Linked DNA regions of Oryctolagus cuniculus: region 1 is linked to region 2. A link is a contact called in public Micro-C data. All regions are on one chromosome and are shown on one strand. The core of a region is the stretch at or near the end of the contact, and the rest is flanking DNA. Distances in the headings are between cores, read along the strand shown.

The links. A called contact is a pair of places that touch in the nucleus more often than the background predicts.
Region 1: a contact with region 2 is called in a Micro-C map of ear pinna, with 6 times the contacts expected there. The contact joins the promoter of MARF1 here to the promoter of PDXDC1 in region 2. A contact is called at or near these places in 2 of 6 Hi-C or Micro-C datasets (ear pinna and an unstated tissue).

Annotation. Positions count from the first base shown.
Region 1 is chr19:18,997,677-19,003,070 of mOryCun1.1, reverse strand. MARF1 (meiosis regulator and mRNA stability factor 1) reads left to right here and starts at 2,543. Exons shown (of 27, transcript XR_011384668.1): 1 at 2,543-2,692. LOC138847047 (a long non-coding RNA gene) reads left to right here. Exons shown (of 2, transcript XR_011384669.1): 2 at 1-144.
Region 2 is chr19:18,702,758-18,708,476 of mOryCun1.1, reverse strand. It overlaps PDXDC1 (pyridoxal dependent decarboxylase domain containing 1), which reads left to right and starts at 1,303. Exons shown (of 23, transcript XM_017342500.3): 1 at 1,303-1,462. The coding sequence starts at 1,442.

The DNA of each region.
Region 1 (5,394 bases), core at 1,294-3,793, 290 kb before region 2:
GAGTCCTTGCTAGTTCCTCAAAACAGCTCAGAGCCAAAAAAGAAAGCCTCACCACCCACATCAACAGGGTTAAGGAAAGTACCAAAATGTCTTTCAGGAAATTTCCCTTCTGGTCCCAAACACTGATAAATATTTTGTGTTGTACTTCTCAGTTTATTTGGTCTGATGCTTTCAGCAGTTTATTTGACCCTCACCAAGTCGTGAGGTTTCTGGGCAGTGAGTTATCACCCCAGTTCACAGATAAACCGAATCAATGAATGGCATGAATCAGGTCATTTAAACTAATCATTTCCCAGTATCCCAACTTTTCCATCCAGAAAAGCAACAGGCACTGAAATGATTGAGTTCTATTCAGGAATAAGAGTTTAGAGAAATGGGGTTGTTATTAAGTCTTAAAAATGAAGGAAAATTTTTGGTATACTGCTTTAAAACGTTTTCCCTTTTTTTCCTAAATTCAGTTTGTTTCCTGTAGCCTTGCCTTAGCCTGAACAGATAGCTTGGTTTCTCCTCCTTAGGTCCTTCCTTTAAAATTTACCAGTTCAAACCACTGAACTAATACAGGTAGAGGAGAAGGTGCTTGGAAGAAACCCCTTTAGTGGCAGCCTGGTTTAACGGAGGGGCCGAATCAAAGGTCAAGCAACCACTGGAATAGCATCAACATCAGTCTTCAGCCTGGCTTCATGAAAAGATGAAGATAATTTGAACAAGGAAAGAACGGAAAGTTACTTTTACTCTCTGATAAGAGCTTTCCCAGGAAGGAAATGGAACTAACAGAGACTATACATAGGAAAATAGACCTTAAAGTACTTTTACAAATACCAACTCGTTATTTTGATCCTTAATTGTCTCCTTTAAGAGCTGACAGACTCTTAGTCTAGTTTTCTATAGGAAGCAATACAATTACATTTCCTTTAAAATATCTGTAATTCTGTCATTAGCCTCCCATTTAGTGCTTTTTTTTAATTCACTGCATTTACCTGTTGAGATAAGGCACAGCTCTGGACTTGAAAGAATGCCAAAAAAAGTGAAGTAAAATGCTTCTCTTGTGATTCAAAACTCTTTAAAAAGGCAATTATATTCCCTAATTGCTTTGTTTCCTGTTATATATTTTGAGTTAGCATGGGCTGTGTTCAGAGATTCTCAACTGGAATAAAGACGGTAAGGAAAAAAACACCTATTAAGAGTAGTCAAGTATTTGGTTCTTGAAAAAAAAAAAAAAGCCCCAATGTTATTAACAGGGTTGATCTGTTCTAATTCCCAGGGGGAACGCAACTGCCCACACACACACACACACACACACACAGAACGTTTTGCTCAGCAATGATGAGTACCTGAGCAGGCAGATGATGCATACCTGTCCCGGCCTTGGAAAACTAAATACAGGCACAAAGGAGCCTGTGGCTACAAGTCTGATCTTGTCCTCCCAAACACGTGCCCTCAAGAGCGTCTACAGGGGGGCAGCAGTCCCCAGTTAACCCGGATTGATGGCCTCCGGGAATCACCTCGCACCAGAGACTTGAGGGGGAAAGCGTCCTCCTTGGGCAATCTCGACTCGTTGATTCGTCTGCAGAACGAATTTGCTTCGTGGCAGTCCGTAAAAGTAACCTTTCTACAGCCTAGCCGGTTAGCTCATCCTGAGCTGCGCGTAGGTTGAAAACTTCTGTTTTCTCCTCATTTGCAGCAGGAAATGGGCGTCAGCTGGCAGTTTCAGACATCACCCCGTGGCTTACAAAAATGTTTGAAATTTCAGGCAAAGGCACGGATTGTGGGGCTTTTTGTTGTTGTTTTTAAAGCAAAACACATGGCATATTTATGCAAACACAAAGTGTTACGGGCTTCAAAATGCTTCTTTCGGCTCGCCCAACCTGTCGGTGAAAAACTTGTGTTCACTGGTACCGAGCTGGAGACCTGCACAACCTAGTTTCCTTACTGAAGTCAGCGAGGACCGGGTATTCGTGGGAGACACTGCCCAGCACACACTTTTTAATTTTTGCCAGCCGGGTGGAAGCCCCTTGGGCGGTTTTTTTTTCTCACACTCGCCACTAGGCTGCGCTAGAAATGAAGGACTTTGTGGACTATGTGCCATTTAATTTTTAAAAATAAAATAGGGCTATCACGTGATGAGAGGAAAAAAAAAGCGAAACAATCGCGTTTTTATTTAAATCCGTTTAAGTCGCCTTCCTTCCAACGAGCCGAAAAGCTGAATTTTATTAAGTCCTCTTCGGTCAGTTCTTCTCGGTTCCATCCCACAAGCCCCCCAATTCCCTCCTCGGAGGTTCCTTTTGACTCCACAGCGGTAAGCCTCGAGCAAGGCCTCCTTCAACTTAGGGGTTCCGGCCACAAAAGTCACAGTTGCCCCCCGGGAAGTTCCCTATTTAGAGGTTTATCGGGAGGGGACTGAGCCTGACGAGGCTGCAGGGCCGCGAGGCCCCGCCCCCCCCGCTGGTCCAGCATGCCCTGCGCGTGGAGGACGCGGCAGCGGGGGAGGGGCGGAGGAAGGGGCGGGGCGAAGTCGGGGAGAGAAGGGCGTCGGTTTTGCGACAGGGGAGGTGCGGTGCGGAAGCGGAAGTGGAGGGTGCGCTTGGCGGCGGCGGCGGGAGCTGCGGAGTCGGGAATCAAAACAAAGGGCCTGGGGGGGCGGGGGGAAGGCGGCGGGGCCGGAATGTGAGCGGAGGTGGAGCTGGTGGCAGAGGTGAGTTTGCTGTCCGCTCTGGGACTAGACCTTGATGGGCCCACTGCTCTGGGGCTCCCAAAGCTGGACGGGGAACATTGACCCCCGCCTCCCTCCGCTTATTGCTGGCGTGTTGTGGGGGGTGGCTATTCCGAAGGGGAGGACTGGGACCCGCCGGTGAGGCCGGCGGCTTGTTTTCTTGTCAGGTCCGTTCACTTTGTCGCGGCTGCGCCGCTGTTCCTCTTAGTAGGTATTTGGCTCTCCGCCCGCACCTGTCTCTGTGCTCCCTATACTGCCCTCCAGGTGTGGAAGCCACCTTTTCAGAGGGGTGTGGCCAGGTGAAAGGTTGAGAGGGAAAGAATCGGGCGAGTATTATCGCACCCTTGCCTCCCCAGCGTTTTGTATTTTGCTGGGTCTTTCAGCCACCTCTGGGGTGTAGCCTTAGGCGTGACAGGTACCGTTGAGTTGCCTAAGGGCTTTAACCATTCCTGCTGCGAATTGTAATTCCTCTTGGGATAAACCTTTTAGTTTCCCAGTTACGAGCTTGTCAGTTACGTTTGTATCTCTTGGACTTTCCAGCGTCTCTGAGCGGTAAATAGTCTTCAGTTTTGCATACGGAGAAATTTGAAACCTAAGCGGTCTTAGGCGTTTTTTTTTTGAGTCCTTCGCTCGTTTAACAATTGGTTGAGCACTGTGCGAAGTGGAGGAACTACAGTAGTGGATAAGAAAACATGCAGTAAATTCCGTGCTGTCATGGAGGTTACGTTCTAATGGGGGAGAGAGGGAATAAAGTAGCATGCGAACAAACAGGATCGTTTTAGGAATAGAAGAGTTATGGAGGGAAATGCCGATGATGGGATGAGGGGAGGTGGCGTTGGAGTCCAGGACTGGGCTGATTGCTAAGGAAGAGCCATGTAATGAACGACTTATCGCCCTGTGAGGCAGGGGCGATCACTATGATGATCAGACCCATTTTTGAGAGAGACTTTGAGGTTCAGAGCGACTGTGGGTTGCCAAAAGCTGTACAGATGGAAGCAGTAGAAATGGGGTCTTTGTAAGCACAGTCTGAGATCTGTGGCTGTACTCCCATCCACATCGCCTAGAGAGAGTGGCAGAAGGGAGACTCCCAGTCACACATTAACAGAACCTGCGTTGGCTACCTAGGTTGCCTGGTGGCGTTTCCATGAATATTGGGGAGATTTTCAGGGTACAAGCCACTAACAAGTTTTTCCTTTGAAATGCTTTCGTGGAGTGGTATTATGTAAAGAGGTGGACGAGCCTAGTTTTGCCCCTTTCACAGTAATTTTGAGATCTTGGGGTAACTACAAAGCTTCATTAAACTTAGGTTTTCCCCTCGTAAAATATGGCCATTTGCTCCTCTGTGTACCGCACAAGGATTACTGAGGGGAAAATGATATAGGTGGATCCCATTGTCTGAGTTTTTCTCATTGTGTTGTGGCAAGCACAGGTGTGCAACATAGTAGATAAGTAAATATTTGCAAATAAGGAAATGAGTAATGAAATGAAAGCGCTTTATAGCACACTGTGCTCTAAATGTTAGCTCACTGTCAGGATTGAGGTTTGAGAGAGCATGTTAAACTTCTGTATACCGTGAACATCACAGGTGATTTAGAGAGGAGCTTGTTGGAGGACATAAGACCTAAATTTAACAGGGAAAACGCATATCATAATTTACTGTTGGTGGTGGCTGTTAACTCTGTATTTGTCTCTGGATTAACCACTCCAAACAGTGTAGTAGGCAAATAGTGTGTTTCTTTCTCTCATTTAACAGATATTTACTTTGTATCTAATATGTAGCAGGCCCAGTACTTGTTGAAGTACCAGGGTACCTCAAAAAGCTCATAGAAGAATGGAATTTAAAAAAGTTTATTTTGAAATTCATGTGTAGTTCATTCACAATGCACATTTGCCATGTTCTGTATGAAGTCCCTGTAGACTGTGGGGTCCATTTATCTAGTTTTTTTCTTCACAGTGCTGCAAGGTAGACCGAGGAGAAATTACCATGTTTTACAGAAGAGGAACAGAAACTTAATGAAGTTTTGTAGTTGGACAAAAGGGCCAACCGATACTAAATATTTAGACTTTGTAGCCTATCCCCTGCAACTGTAGTAAAACAGCCATCCACAGTACTGAAATGAATTAGTGTCTCAATAAACTTTATTTATGGACATGGAAATTTGAATCTCATATAATTTTGTATGTTCTCTGTATTTTTTTCCCTGGAGAATTAAATATATATGAGATTAAATTCTTAGTTTCCAGTTCATTTAAATACAGGTAGTGGAGTGGTTTTAGCTCTCAGGCCATAGGTGACTCCTTCCTTATGTGATCAGTTCTCCTATAACTTAGAGTATTTGCATAATTCTCTCTCCTTTTCCGCACTGTGTAGATGTTGAAATCTTTTGAGAAGTTGGTGTTTGATGGTGGGGTTAAGGTAGCCACATCCCACATCAGTGCCTGATTCAAGTCCAAGCTCTGGCTCCTGATTCCAGATTCCTGCCATTGCCAACGCTGGGAGGTGGCAGTAACAGTTCAGTTGGCTTCCTGCCACCCACATGGGAGACACGGATTGAGTTCCTGGCTTCAGCTGCAGCCTAGGTCTTTGTAGGCATTTGGGGAATGAATTAGGGGATGAGATCTCTCTATTTCTCAAAGAAATTTAAAAAGTCATTTGGAAAATTCTCATAAAAAAGACCATCATA
Region 2 (5,719 bases), core at 54-2,553:
CTTCCCGGGCGCATTAGCAGGGAGCTGGATCAGAGGTGGAGCAGCTGGGACTCGAACCAGAACTGAGGACATGGATGGCTCACAACTCCGGCCCCAAAATTACCCACGCTAAGGAGTTCAGGAGAGAAGTGTGCCAAGACGAATACAACGTGGTAAATCAAATACAGGAAAAAGTTAATCCTAGGATCTAGGTAGTGCGAGCATGGTTGTTCACTGGACAGCTCTTCCAACTTTTACAAAAGTATGAAAAAATTTCAGAATACACGCGGGGGGTGGGGGGAAGTGATCTGTTTTGCTCAAGCAGAAGTGTATTTAACTTTCGGTTTGGGGAGGCTGAAATGGATCCTTCCTCCGGTTTGCGGAATAGTTTCTACAGCAACTGCGAGCCAGCACGCGAAGTCTCCTTGCATTGAGAGCTGTTTTATTCACATAACCAAGCAACTGACGAAACGCGGGCGCAGGAAACAGGAGCGGACCTCCGCCGACCCAGCCCACCTCGGGCTCCCCTAGGACCGTGCTGAGGCGGCCCGGGACCCGGCCCGCTCCTCGGCAGCACTTCCCAATTAGGCGGCCCACGCGGCAGCAGGGACCACGCCGCCTTGGGCAGTCGGGGCGCTGGGGCCTGAATCTTACCCAGATGGGCACCGAGAAACGGGAACACGGACCTCTACAGCGCCGGGCTGCTGTAACAGAAAACCGAAGAGCGGCAGCCGACCTAGGATTGTCATCATCATCCTTATTAGGCCCATCCCGTGACAAGCCAAAACGGCGACAGCGAAGGAGGAGGCCGAACCACTTGTCTCAACATCTTTCCCACCTCGAATTCCGATCCTCGTCTTCACAGATCGGCGGGCGCCAGAGAGACCCATCCCCGAAACCGCCCCACCCCCAAATCCCAGAGCGCCCGGGACGCCCTAGCTACTGCGCGTGCGCAAGGGTGCTCGCTCGCCCCGCCCCCTGAGGGGAATGGCTCCATTCCTGAGGGGAGCCCAGGGCGAGGGGGAACTTGGAAGCGGGGGCCCGGAGGTGCGCTATGGTTTGCAGCCTTTTAGTTGAGGAGTGATAATTTATGATTAGTAGACTCCTACCTCTCTGGTTTCGGAATGCTCCTGAAAAAGAGTGATTTCGGAGTGCTCCGCCATCCATCCTCCCCCCGCTCACCTGGGCGCGTTAGGGTTGCCAGGCGTGACTGCCGGGTACGAAAGCCTAGAGGGCCCCGCCCACCTCACGGGGCCACGCCTCGTCCCGCCCCGCCTCCCCGCAACCCGCAGGCTCCCCGCCCCGCGGCGCCCCCGGGCAGCTCCTCCTCCTCTCCGCCCCGCCGGCCGCGGGCGCGGGAGACGTCAGCGCTGCCAGCGTGGAAACCGCGGCGGGGCGCGGGAGGCGGAAGTAGCGCGCGGGACCGCCGGGCCACCACTGGACTCTGCCGGCCGCCTCAGCCATGGACGCATCCTTGGAGAAGGTCCGTACGGGCGGCCGGGGGTGGGTGGGTGGCGCTGCGGCTCGGAGCCCTCGCCGCCGGGGCGACTGTTTCCGCGTCGCGAGTTGCCATTGTGACCTGGGGAGGCCAGCCGGGGGTTCCTGGGCCCCAGCTGAGAAGGCCTGGCCGCGGGGGTCGTCCGGCCCTGCGCTCGCGGCGAGGACCTGGTCACCTCCCCGGGGCTGGGGCCAGGGCCGGGGCCTGTGTCTCTCGGCCGCCAGAGGGTGGACCGGCTTCTGTGGCGGCCGCGGAGGGCCCGGAGCCCAGTTCGGGGGCCGCGGGGCCGACCTTGGGCCCTGCGGTGGTCCTGTGAGGGGCCGGCCTGGGCTCCGCCGGCCCTTCCGGATGACAGGAGCGGCCGCAAGAAGCAGCGCCAGTCGTTTGGGAGCCAGCTGCACACCTGTAGGTTTTCGGGGGGCCTCTAATTTAGGAAGAGAATGTCTTGGAAGCGGTGGTTTTCAACTCGAGCGTGCGTAGGAATCACCCGGGGCCCTTGGTGAAAACCCAGCTTTTCGGCCCTGGGGTCCTAAGCTCGGGGGGGTGGGAGGGGCGGGACCGGGACCGGGCTCTGCGTGTTTAACAGGTTCCCCCCACGTGATCCCGATGCTGCAGCTTGCGAACGCCGGGATGCAGAAGTCGGGGGTGGGTGTTGCGTGCGTGTGGACGTGGTGTCGGGGTTCGCAGCTGCTCCACAACTTCGTGGCGTGCTCTTGCCGGTGGCGAGGAGGGCACCCCCGCGTGAACCCGAACTCCCCCCACCCCACCCCCCGAGTAGCAGCGCCTCCTTTTTTTTTTTTTTTTTTTTTTGCCGCGGGGGAACAGCTAGCAGCGTGATGCACCTGGCTGGCTGCTTCGGCGGCGTGTGCAATGGATTCCGATTGTTCTCGATTTGGGGCTTGGCTTTTTCTCCATGGGTTCCTGCCTTTCCTCGGAGCCCTCCTTGGTGTTGCAGCTTGGGATTCTGCGTGTCTGCTGGGACGCAGACTCGGTTTCCCACACTTGTGGAGTTCCGGAGCAACGCTGGTTTTACTTTTTGAACTGGCAGCAGTAACGTTCGCACTCATCTTTGTGGGTGCAGCTCCTGCTGTAGTTGTTGGTTGTCATTGAACAGTTGAAGGCAGTAATTGTAGAAGCTGATGTTTTCGCGTGCACACAGTGGTAATGCCCTACTCCGTGGTGGCTTATTGGGTAGAGATAAATCAAGAAAATAAGAACTTGTCCCCCCAACCCCAAGCGCTCTGTCGGTGGTGAATGTTACCTGCTTTTCTGGCTGGGAACGAAGTTTTTCCAGGCTTCTGATTAGCACAGTGCCTACCCTGGGGTGCTTTGAATTCCTGTCTAGATCAGTGGTTCTCTGCCGTCTGGCCGTCTTGTTCCTCAGGGGACGTTCGGTGTGTTCTGCAGATATTTTTGATTGTCACCGGAGTGGGAAGGTGCTAGAACTCGGTCGGAAAAGACCACATTGGCTGCTAAACATCGTGTGTCCGACAGAACAGCCCCCACACATATCAGAGGATTCCCCGGGGGACACCTTGGTTTAGGTCCTGTGTGGCACGCCAGTCTTTGAACACAAAATGATGCTAAAATACCCCTTTTGTGTTGTTTCCAGTTTCGTAAGATGGAGCGAGCTTTGTGTCGTTTCAGTTAGAAACCCGAAGAACTGGTGTGATCTTTTCTCCAGGAATAGCTCTTTATAGGGCGGCTCTGCAAAACAGAGTGGGTTGGAATCCTGCTGTAAATGTTACTTTTCTGACATTTGATCAGTGGATTACAGTGGTTGCTCCCTAAATGTTAATTGACAAAAGGCCTGAAACTCTCCAGATGAAGATCTGAGGTGCTTACGGCCAGAGCATTCATAAAATTGACGGTGAACTTTTAAGAATTCAAAACATGTTGGCTGGAAGCCTCTGCCTCAGGCCAGTGTGAAAAGTTTGTAAGAACTAGAACCGGGTCTTACTTTTATATCCCATGAAGTATTAGAGGGACTTAGATATAATGAGTAATTTTTGTTGGTGCTAAGTGAGCAGAAAATGATTTGATGCAGTATAAATGGTGATGGCTTTGTGTTTGAAAAAGAGTCAAAGGAAACATCACTTGTGTCCATTATTCCTGTTTATTTGAGGGATAGGCTCTTCCAGGTTAAATCCTACATTACTAATACAAACGACAGTTATTTGAGCGGTTCTGAATGATCCCATTAAAATGATCCCTCCATAATTTATACTAGCTACAGAAATTACAGTATTATTTGATATTCATCCTCTAAAATTTCAAGTAATACCTCACTCTAAGATATACTATGCTGTTATCATTTAGTAGAATCACTATGTATTTCTTTTGGTATGAATATGATTTTTTTTTTAAGATTTATTTGAGAAGTAGAGTTACAGAACAAGGGAGAAACAGAGAAAAAGGTCTTCCGTTTGCAGGTTCACTCCCCAAATGGCAGAGCTGAGCTGATCTGAAGCCAAGAGCTTCTTCTGGGTCTCCCACCTGGGTGCAGGGGCCCAAGCACTTGGGGCATCTTACACAGCTTTCCCAGGCACATTAGCAGGGAGCTGGATTGGAAGAGGAGCAGCCTGGACTTGTACTGGTACCCACATGGGATGCCAGCACTACAGGCAGAGGCTTAGCCTACTAAGCCACAGCGCCGGCCCCCTGAATGTAATTCTGTACCCTTGCTTTTTCTTTAGGTAATACGAGTGTGTAAACACGCAGACCTGGGATAACTGAGCCACTGTCTTGATTTGCGTTTCTTTTAGGGAGGTATCAGTTCTCTTGTGTCTGAAATTAGTAATTTTTCAAGAAACTACATATATTGAGGAGGCAAGGAATTCAAACTAGCAGAGTAGAAGAGACGTCAGCCCCCAGCCACCCTATACACACTATGCCCAACCCCTAAGGAGTAAGACCCTATAAAGTAGTCTCACATTTACTTGCATTAATTTTCAAGTAAACAAGATGCCATAGGAATTGATTACTGTGATGGTGAAAATCTTAAATTACTCAGCTTATACACATAGACTTTTCGGTAAAAATCTTCTTCTTTAAACTTGCAGAACCGTAGTTTCTCAACCTCAGGACTCCTGATATATTGAGCAGACAGTGGTCTGTGAGGGGCCGTCCTTTGCCTTACTGTAGCATGGTTATCAACATCCCTGGCCTTGCCCTACTGGATGCTCTCCCAGGTTGTGACAACTAAAAAGGTCTCCAGGTGGCAGAAACTGTCCGCCAGGGGTAGAGGCGGTCCAGAATTAATGAGAATCTAGGTCTGCACTGTTCACATTTGTTAGCCACTTGCACATTTAGCAGTTAAAATTAAGTAAAATTTAAAATTCATCTGCTGTTAATTGGCCCGTCATTCTCAGTAATATCAGTTCTCTTCTATTGGAAAGTACAGTGCTAGCCACAGGCACATATCGCTTGGGGCTGGCCCGCTGCAAGCATAGGTGCAGATTTCCATCACCAAAGAAAGGTCTAATGGAGTGCCCTCTAGGGTGGGCGGTTTAGTGTACTTGTCATGTCTAAGTCTTAGCTCTGAAAGAGGCACGTAAATAATTACAACTCAACCCATTTTTAATTCTTATTTTCATCAGTTACTAAGTTTTTTACTACTTCTTTGGACCTGGTTTTGGGAATTTATTACCTTATAGTGATGCAGAAGTATATAATGAGGGCCAGTGCTGTGGCGCAGTGGGTTAAAACCCCGGCCTAAAGCGCTGGCATCCCATATGGGTGCCGGTTCTAGTCCCAGCTGCTGCTCTTCCCATCCAGCTCTCTGCTGTGGCCTGGGATAGTAGTAGGAGATGACTCAAGTGCTTGGACCCCTGTACCCACGTGGGAGACCAGGAAGAAGCTCCTGACTTTGGATCGGTTCAACTCTGGCTGTTGCAGTCATTTGGGAAGTGAATCAGTGGATGGAAGACCTCTACTGTCTGCCTCTACCTCTCTCTGTAACTTTTTCAAATAAATAAAAAATAAATATTTTAAAAAAGTATATAGGCCGGCGCTGCGGCTCACTAGGCTAATCCTCCGCCTAGTTCTAGTCCCGGTCGGGGCGCCAGATTCTGTCCCGGTTGCCCCTCTTCCAGGCTAGCTCTCTGCTGTGGCCAGGGAGTGCAGTGGAGGATGGCCCAGGTACTTGGGCCCTGCACCCTATGGGAGACCAGGAGAAGCACCTGGCTACTGCCATCGGATCAACGTGGTGCGGCGGCCATTGGAGGGTGAACCAATGGCAAA